3 separate regions of the Mus musculus genome follow, and all the other regions are linked to region 2. Evidence: chromatin contacts called from public HiChIP or PLAC-seq and capture Hi-C data. All regions are on one chromosome and are shown on one strand. The core of a region is the stretch at or near the end of the contact, and the rest is flanking DNA. Distances in the headings are between cores, read along the strand shown. Region 1 holds the start of Oprk1 (opioid receptor, kappa 1). Region 2 holds the start of Rgs20 (regulator of G-protein signaling 20). Region 3 holds the start of Npbwr1 (neuropeptides B/W receptor 1).

Evidence for each region. HiChIP or PLAC-seq counts read pairs in DNA pulled down with a chosen protein or histone mark. Capture Hi-C pulls out chosen DNA fragments and counts their contacts.
Region 1: a capture Hi-C map of embryonic stem cells shows a contact between it and region 2, with 4 times the contacts expected there. The contact joins the promoter of Oprk1 here to the promoter of Rgs20 in region 2. A contact is called at or near these places in 2 of 39 promoter capture datasets (cranial neural crest and liver), 1 of 115 datasets of contacts at active chromatin or transcription factors (embryonic stem cells) and 1 of 9 other capture datasets (embryonic stem cells).
Region 3: an H3K27ac HiChIP or PLAC-seq map of embryonic stem cells shows a contact between it and region 2, with 9 times the contacts expected there. The contact joins the promoter of Npbwr1 here to the promoter of Rgs20 in region 2. A contact is called at or near these places in 12 of 39 promoter capture datasets (the 3T3-L1 cell line, 3T3-L1-derived adipocytes, the HPC-7 cell line and 8 more), 14 of 484 Hi-C or Micro-C datasets (Sertoli cells, cerebellum, cerebral cortex and 5 more), 11 of 115 datasets of contacts at active chromatin or transcription factors (astrocytes, embryonic forebrain, embryonic hindbrain and 4 more) and 1 of 9 other capture datasets (embryonic stem cells).

Annotation. Positions count from the first base shown.
Region 1 is chr1:5,585,638-5,589,984 of GRCm38.p6, forward strand. Oprk1 (opioid receptor, kappa 1) reads left to right here and starts at 2,856. Exons shown (of 4, transcript NM_011011.2): 1 at 2,856-3,026; 2 at 3,398-3,668. The coding sequence starts at 3,412.
Region 2 is chr1:5,017,577-5,022,287 of GRCm38.p6, forward strand. Rgs20 (regulator of G-protein signaling 20) reads right to left here and starts at 1,963. Exons shown (of 5, transcript NM_021374.5): 1 at 1,735-1,963. The coding sequence starts at 1,803.
Region 3 is chr1:5,915,631-5,920,472 of GRCm38.p6, forward strand. Npbwr1 (neuropeptides B/W receptor 1) reads right to left here and starts at 1,768. Exons shown (of 1, transcript NM_010342.1): 1 at 1-1,768. The coding sequence starts at 1,663. The coding sequence ends at 674.

The sequences.
Region 1 (4,347 bases), core at 1,606-4,105, 570 kb after region 2:
GGAACTCAAGGCAGGAACTGAAGCAGAAGCCATGGAAGAGTACTCTCTCTCTCTTTTTTTTTTTTTAAGATTTATTTATTATTATAAATAAGTACACTGTAGCTGTCTTCAGACCCACCAGAAGAGGGCATCAGATCTCATTATGAGGTGATTGTGAGCCACCATGTGGTTGCTGGGACTTGAACTCAGGACCTTTGGAAGAGCAGTTAGTGATCTTACCCTCTGAGCCAATTCGCCAGCTTCCGGAAGAGTACTCTTTATTGGATTGCTCCTCATGTTTTGCTCAGTTTGTTTTCCTATGTACTCCAGAACTTCCTATCCAGAAATGACATAACCCTCAGTCTACTAGACCAGATCAATCATTAATCAAGAAAATGCCCCACAGTCTTGCCTACAGGCCATTTTTTTTCTCTCTCAACCATTATTTCCCAACTGAAGTTTCTCCTCTCTCTACTCCTCCCAGTCCTTTCCTGCCACCCCCTTCTCTTCCTGATCCAGTCTTCTTCTTTCCTTTCAGAAAATGGTAGGCCTTCCAGGGATATCAACCATGCATGGCATAGAAAGTAACTAAAAGACTAGACATATAACCTAATATCAAGGCTGGATGTGGTAGCCCAGTAGGAGAAAAAGGACTCCCAAAGCAGACAAAAGAGTCAAAGATAGCCATGGTCCCACTGTTAGGAGTCCCTTAAAAACATCAAGATATACAACCATAACATATGTGCAGAGGTCCGATCTAAGACCCATACAGGCTCCGAGATTATTGCTTCAGTCTCTGTGGGTCCCTATGAGCCCAGTTAGTTGATCCAGTAGGCTTTGTTCTTATGGTATTCTTGAACCCTCTGGCTCCTACTATCCTTCCTCCCCTTCCCATAGGTTCCCTAAACTCTGCCTAAAATTTGGATGAAGCCTCTCTGATGATGATTATGTTAGGCTCCTGTCTATAGCAGAATATCATTAGGAATAATTTCTTTCACTTTTTTTTTGTCAGTTATGTTTTGCTCTATCTTGTGTCTCTGGCCTATCCAGCCTCTAGTTCCTGGCCCTCCAGGCAGTGTCAAGTGTGGACTCCCTCTGTGGCATGGGTCTCAAGATGGACTAGTCATTTATTGGCTACTCCCACAATTTCTATGTGACCTTCACCATACCCCATCTTGTATGCAGGACAAACTGTATGTTTTTGGCTGAGTTGGTGTTCAGTCCTTCCATTGGAAGTCTTACCTGATTACAGAAGATGGCTGGTTTAGGCTTTGTATTCCTCATTACTCATAGTCCTCATTAGGGTCACCCTAGTAGATTTCAGGGAGTTTCCATTGCATTAAGTTTTTACATTGCCCCAAAATGTCTCACAATTCCAGTCATCTTTCCAGAACTTTCTCCCTCCATTCCTCCCTCCACCATACCTGATCCCATCTGTTCCCATCCAACCTTCACCCAGTACACCCTCAAAATCTATTCTATTTTCTCTTTCCAGGAAGATCCATGCATCCTTTCGTAAGTCCTTCTTATCATTTAGCCTCCTTGGATGTGTGGATTGTAGCATGATTATCCTTTATGGCTAATATCCAATAATAAATGCATACATACCATGTTGTTCCTTCTGGGTCCCTACAGGCCATTTATAAAGAAGCACTTTCTGAGTTGAGATCCTTTCTTCCAAGATATGACTATGTTTGTGTCATATTGACAAAAACCAACCACACTCTTTGCAATGAAAATTTGCAAGACTTGAAAATGGTCCTCAGAGCTGGGAGTTGAAAACACTGTTGCCAAAGGAGAATGTTCGTCTTGCTTTATATGCAGCAGAGTAAAAAAAATTGTACATCTGTAAACTGTGCAGGCAGATGGCCAAATCTCCTTCAGTTAGTAAGCAGCAGAAGTTCAAGGAGCCCCCCTCCTATCATCATCGCATGAATAGACTTGAGTCTGCCACTAAAATGCCCACCTGTGGACATGATGTACATTATGGGAAACAATGGGGATCTGGTTTATCTAAGTCCTTGAAACTCCTGGGAAAATTCGAGTGTCTCACCCTTGGGTGGTTCCAGTTCCACAGCACTTCTTTTTCTTTTGGAATATTTCTTAGGGACCCAGCTCTGGATCCCCAAGAGCATCTTTCTCTTAGGGCCTCTTTTACCCAACAGATTCTGACAGGGACACCTGGACTGTCAATATTTTACACATAGTTGAGACTGTTTCTCACAAAGGTTTGAATTATCTGCATTTGGTATAGGCAAGAACTTCATGGCTGAGATTAACATAAATAATTACTCTCCTGCTGCAACAGCAGAGCCTAGGAAAGGAGAATGTGTGCAGTAATAGCAGGCAATAATATTAGTACCTGTAAGTACAGTGTTCTTGCAACCTGCCATTCTAGACAGAGCAGAAAGGGTGACAAGATGCACAGTAGCTTTCCATTAATAGATCTTAACCCACTAATTCTATATGATCTGTTTGATTCTGACAAGATTATTTGGCCATTTTATTTGTATCCTTCAATAAATAAAATTCAGTGCTACCACTTGCTTCCTTGCTTAAAGACACTAGTCCTGGGAACTCTGAAGAAAAGAAATTCCAAACACACGGAATGATCCCATGCACTCTTGTCACTGTACAGGGCCCTTTCAGTTACTGGACCTTAGCTAAGCATCAGACCGCCCGCCAGGAAGCTGCAGAGAGAGAAGCGGCAAGCAGCTTGGGCAGTTGGAGTTAGTGAGCCTTGGCAGAGCGGCAGACTGGCCTGGGTCAGCTCTGAGGGGGCGTGGCTTGGAGAGGAGGGGATGGGCGGGGATAGGCTGAGATGGGGAGCAGGGCGGGGGCAACCAGCCCTGCAGCTCTCAGCTTGCCTGTCCCCGGCGCACCTTGCTGATCCCAAACAGGCAGAGCTTCTTCCAGTCTTGGAAGGCACAAATTGAGCATCAGGAACGTGGACCCATCAGGGCTGAACAGCTACTCAGGATCTAAAGTGGTGACTTGGAAAGCTGACGGTGACTTGGGAAGGGAGGTCGCCAATCAGCGATCTGGAGGTGAGCTTGGGGCTTTCGAGGCACAGTGGGGAAATTGCTGTGGCTAGTGCTTCTTGGGGTTGCATGCACAGACAGGCAGGGTAGAGGCAGCCACAGGAGTGGACAGCACAACGCCCGAGGGTGAAGCAACCTCAGGGCTCCAAAAAGGTGCAAATACTCTCAGTTTAATAGCTGCAGTGGAGGTAGGGGTAGGGGGTGGGAAGGGGATTTCAACCTGTCTGCTCCTTCCTTGGGATGGGCGGCCAGACTGAGTCCTGGGGTTGCGGGCTCCTGCGCCTCCAGCCCTGCCTGTACAGGCAAAGTTTGTCTCTCTGGGTTCAATCTGTTCTCTGCTCCTGCAGCCCCGCAAGTGCCACCTTCTCGCTTTCCAGCTGCAGCGCTCACCATGGAGTCCCCCATTCAGATCTTCCGAGGAGATCCAGGCCCTACCTGCTCTCCCAGTGCTTGCCTTCTCCCCAACAGCAGCTCTTGGTTCCCCAACTGGGCAGAATCCGACAGTAATGGCAGTGTGGGCTCAGAGGATCAGCAGCTGGAGTCCGCGCACATCTCTCCGGCCATCCCTGTTATCATCACCGCTGTCTACTCTGTGGTATTTGTGGTGGGCTTAGTGGGCAATTCTCTGGTCATGTTTGTCATCATCCGGTGAGTTCAGGGACAGGTCTCGGTGGTGGTGGTGGTGGTGGTGGTGGTGGTGTGTTGACAGTAGACAATTTGTGTGTGTGTGTGTGTGTGTGTGTATACCAGACAGCCAAGTGAGTGCAGGGTCTCTTCTATTCAGGGTTCCTGAGAGATTCTCCAAGGTGACATCTTAAAAGAATTTCCTGGGAGAGTGTTTTGTCAGGAATTGTGGGTTTCATACAGGGCTAATCCAAGGTACTTTTAGGATTTAAGAGCTACCTGCCCACATCAAAAGGGAGGCTACAAACCTCAGCTAAGAGAACACGCAAGAAAATGCCAGGGTTCTGATCACAAGGTCGTTTCCTGGTAAAGAAATTAGAATATCTGTGTAAGCCCTTGCTTGTTTGCCTGCTCTGGATTGAGTCACTTTATTGCCCTGTCTAATATTTCTTTAAATAAATTCTGGGCCCACCAAATGCATGGGAGATAATTCAGATTTGTGTGTGTGTGTGTGTGTGTGTGTGTGTGTGTGTGTGTGTGTGTGTGTGTGTGTGACTTGTTAGACTGATGGTGCAGCTTATGAAACGAAAACCAACTAGGCTATTTAGTGTTGTGAATATCCACTAGCATGACTTTGAAGTGCCCAGGATTAAGCTCAATGAGTATGCTAAGCAAGCACTCAAACTAGATGGTGTGGCTGTCT
Region 2 (4,711 bases), core at 713-3,212:
CTAGTGATGCATCCATACTTATATGTTCATAATGTCTTTAGATTTTGAACTCCACTAGGCCCATGTTGCATCAATATAATAACAGTAGGAACAGATTTTTTATTTACAAATTTTATATCTATGCATGAGTGCCTGCATATATGTGGGAACACTACAAGTATGCCAAGTGCCTGCTGAAGCAAGAAGAGGAGACTGGATCCCCTAGAACTAAGGCTACAGGTTGTTGAGAGTACATTCGTTTAACCCATGAGCCGTCTGTCTGTTCAACGATTTGACTAGTTTTTACATAGCACGAGCCCAGAAATTGTGCTGTATTAACCTGCAGTGGCGAGTGGGCGCCAAGGCCATTCAGCCAGCTATCTGGCTGTGAAGTCTTGGAAACCCACAAGAGGGTGGCCTAGAACACAGTCTCTGGAGAGGATTTCCTTTCCAGCACTCTCAGGACAGAAACCCTCCTGCACCACCACTTTCTTCACGCTGTGGCTCTGTTCTCCACCTGAGGGCGCAGAGGCAGCAGTTGCTATGGCCAGAACCCCCTTGCCCGCTTTAGCCCCACGTCCATCAGCAGTTGTGTGAGTGTGGCTAGCTAGCTCTTCTTGCCCAGGTTTTGCTTGCTGCTTATGGACTCGAGGAAGATCCTGACCCAGCCCAGCCCCAGAGAGCCCACCTCTCCCGCGCTCCACCTTCACACCTTCAGACCTGCGCGGTCGCAGCGCCTGTACCCTCCCCAACGCCCACCTTCGGTCGCCCACTCCCTAAGTGTGGAAATCCTTCAGCGCATTGAAACGTCTCCCCAAACACCCACCCCACCCCCGCGTGTGCCGCTTCCGAGGCCTCTCCCTTACCCACTCCCCTGAAGCAGTAGGTGGGGTTAGCCACAGATCTCCGAAAGAGCACACCCTTGTCCCAGGGAGCTGTCTCCCTTTAGGCTCCTTGCCAGCCCAGTTTCCCCAAGTCTGAGGGCACCATCATACAAAGACCCGACTCCCCATCGCTCACCTCCGCGCAGCCTCTCTGCTTCCTACCCGAACCTTCAGTCGCTGCAGCCTCGGCACGTCCTCGGGTTCCAACCTCCCGAGCCCCCCGAGTGTGGGAAATCTAGCTCCCAGGCCCGATAAGGACAATCCCCACCCTCTCTCCCTTAAGTGACTGTTCGGTCTACTCAGTTGTCTGGTGTTGCTGCCCGCAGCGCTCCGGGCGCGGTCTGAGCGCCTACTTGAAGCTCAGCTCCGCCAGCCGGCCTGTGATGCGCTTCTCTGAAAGGGAGGTAGTGCGTTCCGGGAGTGTCACCTCCTCAACCTGCGCTCAAATTGCCCGCCCCGGGTCCTCAGACCGAGGCGCATCCTTCCCCCAACTGAGAGAGAGCCGAGACTCTTCCACTCGCTTGGGCTCTCCCAAATGCTTGGCATGTCTGATGTGCACTTTAGACCTTAATGGCATTTTTCGTCCCTCGCTGAGTCTCAGAGTCCGGACCACCTGCTTGGTGGGTCTGATAATAACCGATCACAATGGTTCGGAGCCTTCCCTCAGACAATGAGATGTTCCGAACTCACAACCCACTCGCCTCAACTGACTAACCCTAAGGGCGATGACCAGCCAGGGATTGCACCACCGGGCAAGGAGAGACTGGCGTCCCAGGTTCCTCGAGCTCCTTCTACTGCCAGGTCCAGGGCTTCGGGGGGGGGGGGGGGCAGGGAGTCAGAGAGGAAGACGAGGAGGACGCCAGGTACTTACCAGGCCAGGGTCCGCTGGGCTAGCCGAAGGGGAAGCTCTGGCCCTCGGGCCTCCGTTGGCCGTGCGCATGCGTCCAGAGTGTGCCTTAGTTTTCTTACACTAGTCAGAGCGGTTCCTACTCCGCCCGCGCTGGCTCTCTGCCACCCGCCCTTTCCTGCGTTTCTGGGTCTAAGCTCCGGAGCTCTTCTCTCTTCCTCCTCCTTTCCCTTCTCTGACTCCTCTCCGCCCCGGCGCTCGCTCGCTTTCCTGGGGCAGGGCAATCCCCTGGCTCGCCTCCTTCTGGCGGCAGCACGCAGCACTCGGAGGCTGGGGGTACTCCCTAGTCCCAAATCGGGCGAGCGGAGCCCCGGTCCTGGCTCCTCTCTTATAATCGCAACGAAATAATGGGTGCGGCGGGAGCGAGCTTTGAGGGTGCCTGTAAGGCCCTTTCTCTTTATCCCCTGGCCTTAGCTTGCGGGGGACGCCGTGGGGTGGGGGCGATCCAGAGTTTGTGAATGAGTACTGGGGCCTTGTGAATGAAGAGATGCTTGGGGGTACGGGGAAAGGTCGCGAGAGGAGCTGGTGCTTTGTACCCCGGGTCTCGCGCCTGTGAACTGCCCGCCCCTGCTGGACAATCCCCACTGAACCCTTTGACCTCAGCGCCACTAACATCCGCCCCCAACTCTCTTTGTATAGCCTTTCTAAGAGATCTGTTCTCCCACTCTAAACAGTGGTCCTACTCAGTTCCGGCCAGCCAGCCAGAGTCGGATGGCCCCACCTGGCGATTGGGATGGCAGGGTGGAGTGTATGTAAGAAAGCCTAAGCCGGGACTCCGGTCTCTCTCAGTCCCTCGGCAGTCTCCCTTTCTTTTGCGACTCAGGCGGTGGGAGGGGAAGCCCCGGGCATTTGCAGAACCTGGCGCCTACCTCTGAGGATGCCCCTCGCCCGGGTCGCCGCAGCTAGCGAAGTAACCCTTGAAGTGAACCCCTGGGGCAGTGCGCCTGAGCTCGGAGGGCTAAACTCAAGCAGCAAAGTGACCTGACACAAAAATAACATCACGTCATTTCCTCCCTCTTCCTGGGAAGAGGAGTGGGGGCATGAACGCGGCTGCGAGCGGTTACAAAGTGCGGGGATGCTTGGGGAGGCTCGAGGGGAAGCTGCAACTACAGTTGGAAAAGATCTTCGGAGGCGTCAGAGGGCTTCCTCTTGCTTCCTAGGATGGTAGAAACAGAACAGATCGCTTGGGAGAAAGTAGCTCTAATGCCTCGGTGGAGGTGGGAGTGTCCGGGAGCCTCAGGTGCCCTTTCCTCCAGTGTGCCCAGCGCTGTGCCAATCTTTCAGTATCCAGGCCAGCCCGGGTGGGCTGGGTCAATCAGGATTAGAGCGAGTGGGAAAGGCTGGGGCCTCCAGAAGCCGAGGGTGGGTTTAGTGGAGTTCCCAGTACTCACGGACTCGGGTGAACTCTTTTCAGTACAGGCGTCCTCTCCTCTGGGCTCCGAATTCGGACTTGCCAGCTTCAGTAGACGACCCCTCGGACGTCGTCCTGGCAGTGCCATTGAGGCCACAAGTAGGAACAGGAGGCGGTGGGGCTCTGGAGAGAGCCAGGCAGTAGGCCAGGAGCTTGGCTGAGAGGGAAAGTCCCTGCGCCCAGGCAAGCCACGGGAGGGGGTCGCCGCAGAAGACACAAGAACAGCTGGAGAGCAGGCTAGAAAGGTGGCGAAATGAGTCGACCCGGTGGAGTCTGGGAGCTGTGCAGGGCGGAAGGCGGGAAGGGTGTGTAAGAAAGGCGAGAAACAAAACCAGCACATCAGTACGATCTTGTCCACAGTCACCTATTTGCGACCTTGTGGAAGCATTTTGAGAATTGCTTTGGGGATACAAGAGAAGGTCAGTGGAAGTAAAAAGAGAAAGCACTAGCTTAGTTTCTTCCCTCATTTAAACTACGTTGCCTAACGCTGTGGTCTCTGAACCAGCTGCTGTTGCCAATATTCAGTATCCAGCTGCTCCATAAGAATGCAAAATTTATGTCCCTTTCCTAGCCTAGTTCATCAAAACCTGCACATTTACACCCCATATAATCTGTATGCACATTAAACGTGGTGGGCACCAGTCATCTATTCAATTTTTCATTTTTTTCCCTCTTCCCTTCCCTCATCAGAATTCTCCTTACCCTGTCCTCCAATAGACCACTGAGGTCGGAATAGTTACCAGGTCCCACTGGGGTAGCTGTTAAGTGAGACTTGGGTAGTTCTTAGGCAGCTGGCCAGCCAGAAAGAATCCAGACCCACCTTACACTGGGAGCCGGGTAGGAAGTAGCCAACTTCACCTCAGCATAGTGGGGGAGTTTGTTCGGTTTTGTAAGCCTTCAGGCGTCTTTTCTGAACTCCATATGTACCTCTTATTTTCAGAGTTCTGCTTCCTGAAATGTATTCCTAGGAGACTTATGTATGAAAGAGGATAAAAGTAAACATGCTCTTTTTTTTTTCTTGGAAAGTTAAAAAGATGACATTCTTGGGCATGTTTAGTGTAGTAGTCAGGAGCACAGGGTCCTAGAAACAGCCTTCCCACTAACAACCCCCAACTGTGGGGATGCCGCTTTAATTTCCCAGTTTATCTACTTTTGTCAAAACGAGTCTTTAAAAATAATCTTTGGCTGGGAGTGATGGTGCATGCCTTTAATCCCAGCACCTGGACAGGCAGAGCTCTGTGAGTTCAAGGCCATCCTGGTTTACATAGGAAGGTCTAGGACAACTGGGGCTATGTAGAAAGCACTTTGTCCACACCACCACCACCACCACCACCACTACCACCACCACCACCACCACTCAAAACTTTAAAGTTTAACAATTCTTGCCTTAGTGAGAGAATCAAGATGCAAGGTAAGGCTGGGAATGTAGCTCATTTGAGAAAATGTTTTCATAGCATGCTGGAAGCCCTAGGTTCAGTACAGCAATGCTGCCCATAATCTCACACTGACGAGGTGGTACCCATATGACAG
Region 3 (4,842 bases), core at 518-3,017, 900 kb after region 2:
TGATTATCTCTATTCTTGTCAGTCACAGCTAGGTTCTAGCCCCCTTCACCACCACCACCACACCACCACACCACCATACCACCACACCACCACACCACCACACCACCACACCTCCACACCACCACACCTCCACTCTAACACACACACACACACACACACACACACACACACATCTCCAGTGAGGCGTGGCCAGGCAGTTAGAGTGTTCCTAAGAAGCATCAGGCCAGGCTGTTTACCAGGGAGGTCATCCGTGGTGGAAAGCAAAGAAACAAAATACACAGACTTAACGCTGAGGAAGAGATGCCTGGGACATCCTAGGAGCCTACTCACAGTGAAATAGAGAGAGAATTAAAATCACGTTCCAACAACACTGCCCCACCATTTACCCTACGTTCAGGTGTCAAGCCCTGCCCTCAGCTGTGGGGACAAAATAGTAAGGTGCCCTGGCCCAAGCTGTCCTCAGGCATGCTACACACCAGCCTCACCTCAAGGCCGGGCAAATCCCGGATCAGTCCTGGTTAGGGCCTGTGGTATCAGTCCTGGGTAGGGCCTGTGGTACTGAATGCCTGGAATGGGCCTCAGGATTTCGGGCTGCACTTGGGAACCACAGTCCCGGAATTCTCCTGAACCCAGCTGGCAGTGCTGCCTGCGGTGGAAAGAGGTGGAAAGGGCATCAGGCTGAACGGCATGACACCAATTGCCGGAGGCTTCTGCGGAAGCTGTCGTCCAGGAAGGCATAGAGGAAAGGGTTGAGGCAGCTGTTAGCATAGCTCAGGCTGGTGATGAAGTAAGAGATGCCGATGACCAGCGGCGTTTGCGGGAGGTCGGTGGTGAGGGCCACTATGGTACTCAGGTGATAAGGCGTCCAGCAGAGGAGGCACACAGCCAGAATCGCCGCCACCAACAAGGTCACGCGCTTCTTGGCACGATCCAGGGCCTTGGCGTGGCTATCTAGCTGGATAGCACGCAGTCGGCAGAGCAGAGTGGTATAGAGAGCACAGATGGTGGTCACCGGGATGGCAAAGCCCAATACTAGTGTGTAGAGACGGCTGGCACGCCACCAGAAGGCCTCGGGCTGCGGGAAGACCAGCACGCACTGGCGCCGACCCTGCTCCTCGTCCAGCCGAGCGAATACCGCAAAGGGCAGCACGACCAGCGTCACCAGCGCCCACACCGCCAGACTGACAGCACGCGCTGCACCGTAAGTGCGCCCGGACACCCGGCGCGACTCTGCTGTGGCCAGAACCACCAGGTATCGGTCGGCGCTCATGACGGCGAGGAAGTAGAGGCTAGAGAAAGTGTTGTACTGGTCGACGGCTACAATGAGCTTGCACATGACCTCCCCGAAGGGCCAGCGCCTCAGCAGGAAGTCCGCGATGTTGATGGGCAGCACGAGGGTGAAGAGCTCATCGGCGATAGCCAGGTTGAGGATGAACACGTTGGTGACAGTCTTCATGCGCGGCGTGCGCAGCAGTACGTACAGCACCGCAGAGTTGCCAGCCAGTCCCACGGCGCAAATTACCCCGTAGACGACAGGCACTGCTACCGCCAGTGGCTGCGGCAGCGGCAGAGGAGCCAGGCTGGACCCGTTGGGACAGCCCAAAGATGAGCCGCCGCAAGACACGTTGTCCCCTCCAGACTCGAAAAGCGTTAAGTTATGCATCTTGGAGAGGGCTGGAGAGCAGGCGACCACCAGGATTCCACTCAGCAGCCCCGCGAAACTCGAGGTTTATGCGCCCACGTTTACAGGGATCTGCACCCAGGCACTGCCTGAGTGTCACAGCTTTTCTCTGGATGCGCACCGGAGGGGGCGTTCCCCGCTGCTACTAAGCTCGCTGACGCCGGGACTCCAAGGCTGGAGACAGAATTGAAAACACAGCTTACATTTCTGGAGGTATAGCTTTAAGGAGAAATGAGGTCCATAGAAAGTAGCTACAGTGTCCCAAGCTCTTCTCTCCACCTGTGGAAATCAGATTCCAGTCCACTGAATACATCAAAGTGCTATGCAGAAGCCACTTGACTCCTAGGAAACCGTAAATGCACCCAATCCCCTGTTTTAGAGCTTAAGGAATTCACACTGAGGTCACACCGGCGAATTCAGCAGAGGTGTGTTTCCGAGCACGCTAGATAATAGGACTTGCAACAGCAATCTTTATCTTACCTGGCGAGTCCCAGCAAAGATCTGAGTTTCCTGGGGAGGTCAGGGAGGAACCCACTGTCTGCTGGAGGACGCTGCAGCAGCAATGAGATGCCTGCCAGCCTAGTCTGTCTCCTGTTGTCTGCCCAGAGACTACTGCTGGACTCTCCAGGAGTTCTCCCAAGAACCTGAAGTACAGGAAGCGCGGCTCAGTCAACCTGTCACCCTTTCCCACTCCACTCCTAGAAAAATCCTCTGATCTAACAGAAAACAGCGCCCCCTTCCTCAAAAGACTTCTTTGCTGCCTTCCTGCTGTTTTAATTCAGTTCATCTGGAATTATAAAAAGCTCACCTGTCAGAAACTAAAACTAAGAATGACAAAGTTAAAAAAAATAATATCCTGTTTTTGAAGAACAGTTGGAGATGAGGTTCCCATAACATGTTTTATTTCTTTATTATATGTATCATTATTTAAATCAATGTTAAAATTAAATTTATTTTGATCGTAGTCTTCCCCTACCCCAAGTCGTCTAGATCCTCTCTCTACCCACCCAACTTTAAGCTCTTTCTCAAAACAAACAAGAACAAAACCAAACACAACAAAAACTCCCAAATCCAAGAAAATAAAATAAAGAAACACCTAAACAGAGAGAGAAAAAAACCCACTAAACTGTAATCAAATAAAACCATAAACATACAAAAGCAAAACTGTGGAGATCATTAAATGTTGATCAACTATTCTTGAACATGAGTCCTGCCCTGGAAGAGTTGATAAATCCAATATCACTGTATTGGAGAAAACTAATTCCCCCTTTTACAGCAGGTATAATTGACAATTTAGTTGTTAACCCTTCCTCTAGTGACTGGGTTTTCATTAGTGCATTCATATTCATTTTAGAAAATATAACAAAACAAAATATAAAGCAAAAACTGTCACATTAAAGTTGGACAGGATGAATCAATAGAAGGAAACAAATCCAAGAGAAGGATTTAGAGACTCTCTCATTTGCACACCCAGAAATCGCACAAAAACACTAATCTAGAAGCTAGAATATATTTGATGAGGACATGGTACAAACCTGCACAGTCTGTGTGCATATAACTAAGGTATATAAAGACTCCTTCTGCCTGTTTTCCTGAGTTCTGAATGGAGGAGGCATCCCACTTAGACCTAAGTGCTCCCTCACCCTCTCTCTTTCTCTCTTTCTCTCCCTCTCCCTCATTCCCCCTCCCTCCCTGTAGCAGGAGCAAAATTCTATATAGCAGATTATCATTGAGTCATTTTTATTGCTACATATTTCAGACAAGTATTATTTGGTTTTACCTCACGCCCCTGAACTATCTAGTGTCTGATTCTTGGTCAACCAAGCAGGGTTAGGTATGGGTTGCATCTCTTAGAATGGGCCTTAAGTAAATCAGTTATTAGTTTATTACCACCACAACCTTTGTGCCACTGTTGCCCTAGCATTGCTCACAAACATTACACCATTGTAGATCAAAGGTTTTGTGGTTTGACCTTTATATTTCTCTTTTGGTAGCATTCAGAGTACCTTCTTGTACCAAAGACACTAGAACACAGATGTGGATGCTTTATTTAGGCACCTCATGACATCTCCATGTTCAAGGAGTTATGTAGTGTTGCCCTCAGCAATGGGACCTTGCTCTTGGTTTATGAAGAGCAATCCATAGTCTTGGCAATAGCCTAGGTTGTTTGGGAATTTCCATGTGACACCTTTGGCCAAAATCTCAATTAGATGTAATCCAATCCTGGTACTAGAAGTTTTGTTTCATGACAAGAGATGGCCAATTGGAACTCTCTCTTCCCCAGTATTTGCTTATTTTGTTTAGATTGTCTTCATATATATATATGTATTTTAGGAAATTTCTATTGTATTAGGTTTCTATACAAATGCTCCTTAATTTTAATCTCCTCTTACTGTATTCCCTCCCACAACCACTTATGCCCTTCCTTGATCCTCTCATTCTACCACCCCTATCCATCTAAAATTATCTATTCTACTTCCCTTCCCTAAAGAGATATATCTGCTCCCTCCACCTCCTTCCTCTATGCCTATCCACTAGGATTCTGCTGATTGTACCTTGGTTATCATTGACTTATATGCTAATATAATAATGAATACATACCATATTTATCTTTCTGGTTCTGGGTTTCCTCACTCGGGATGATGATGATTTTTTTTCTGTGTTCTTATTTTTTAAATTTTATTTATTGATATATATATGTAAGTGCACTGTAGTTATCTTTAGACAAACCAGAGGAGGGTGTCAGATCTCATTCTGGATGGTTGTGAGCCACCATGTGGTTGCTGAGATTTAAACACAGAATTTGGAAGATCAGTCAGTATTCTTTTTTTTTTTTTTTAATTATTAGGTATTTTCCTCGTTTACATTTTCAATGCTATCCCAAAGGTCCCCCATACCCAACCCCCCAATCCCCTACCCACCCATTCCCCCTTTTTGGCCCTGGTGTTCCCCTGTACTGGGGCATATAAAGTTTGCAAGTCCAATGGGCCTCTCTTTGCAGTGATGGCCGACTAGGCCATCTTTTGATACATATGCAGCTAAAGACAAGAGCTCCCGGGTACTGGTTAGTTCATATTGTTGTTCCACCTATAGGGTTGCAGTTCCCTTTAGCTCCTTGGGTACTTTCTCTAGCTCCTCCATTGGGGGCCGTGTGACCCATC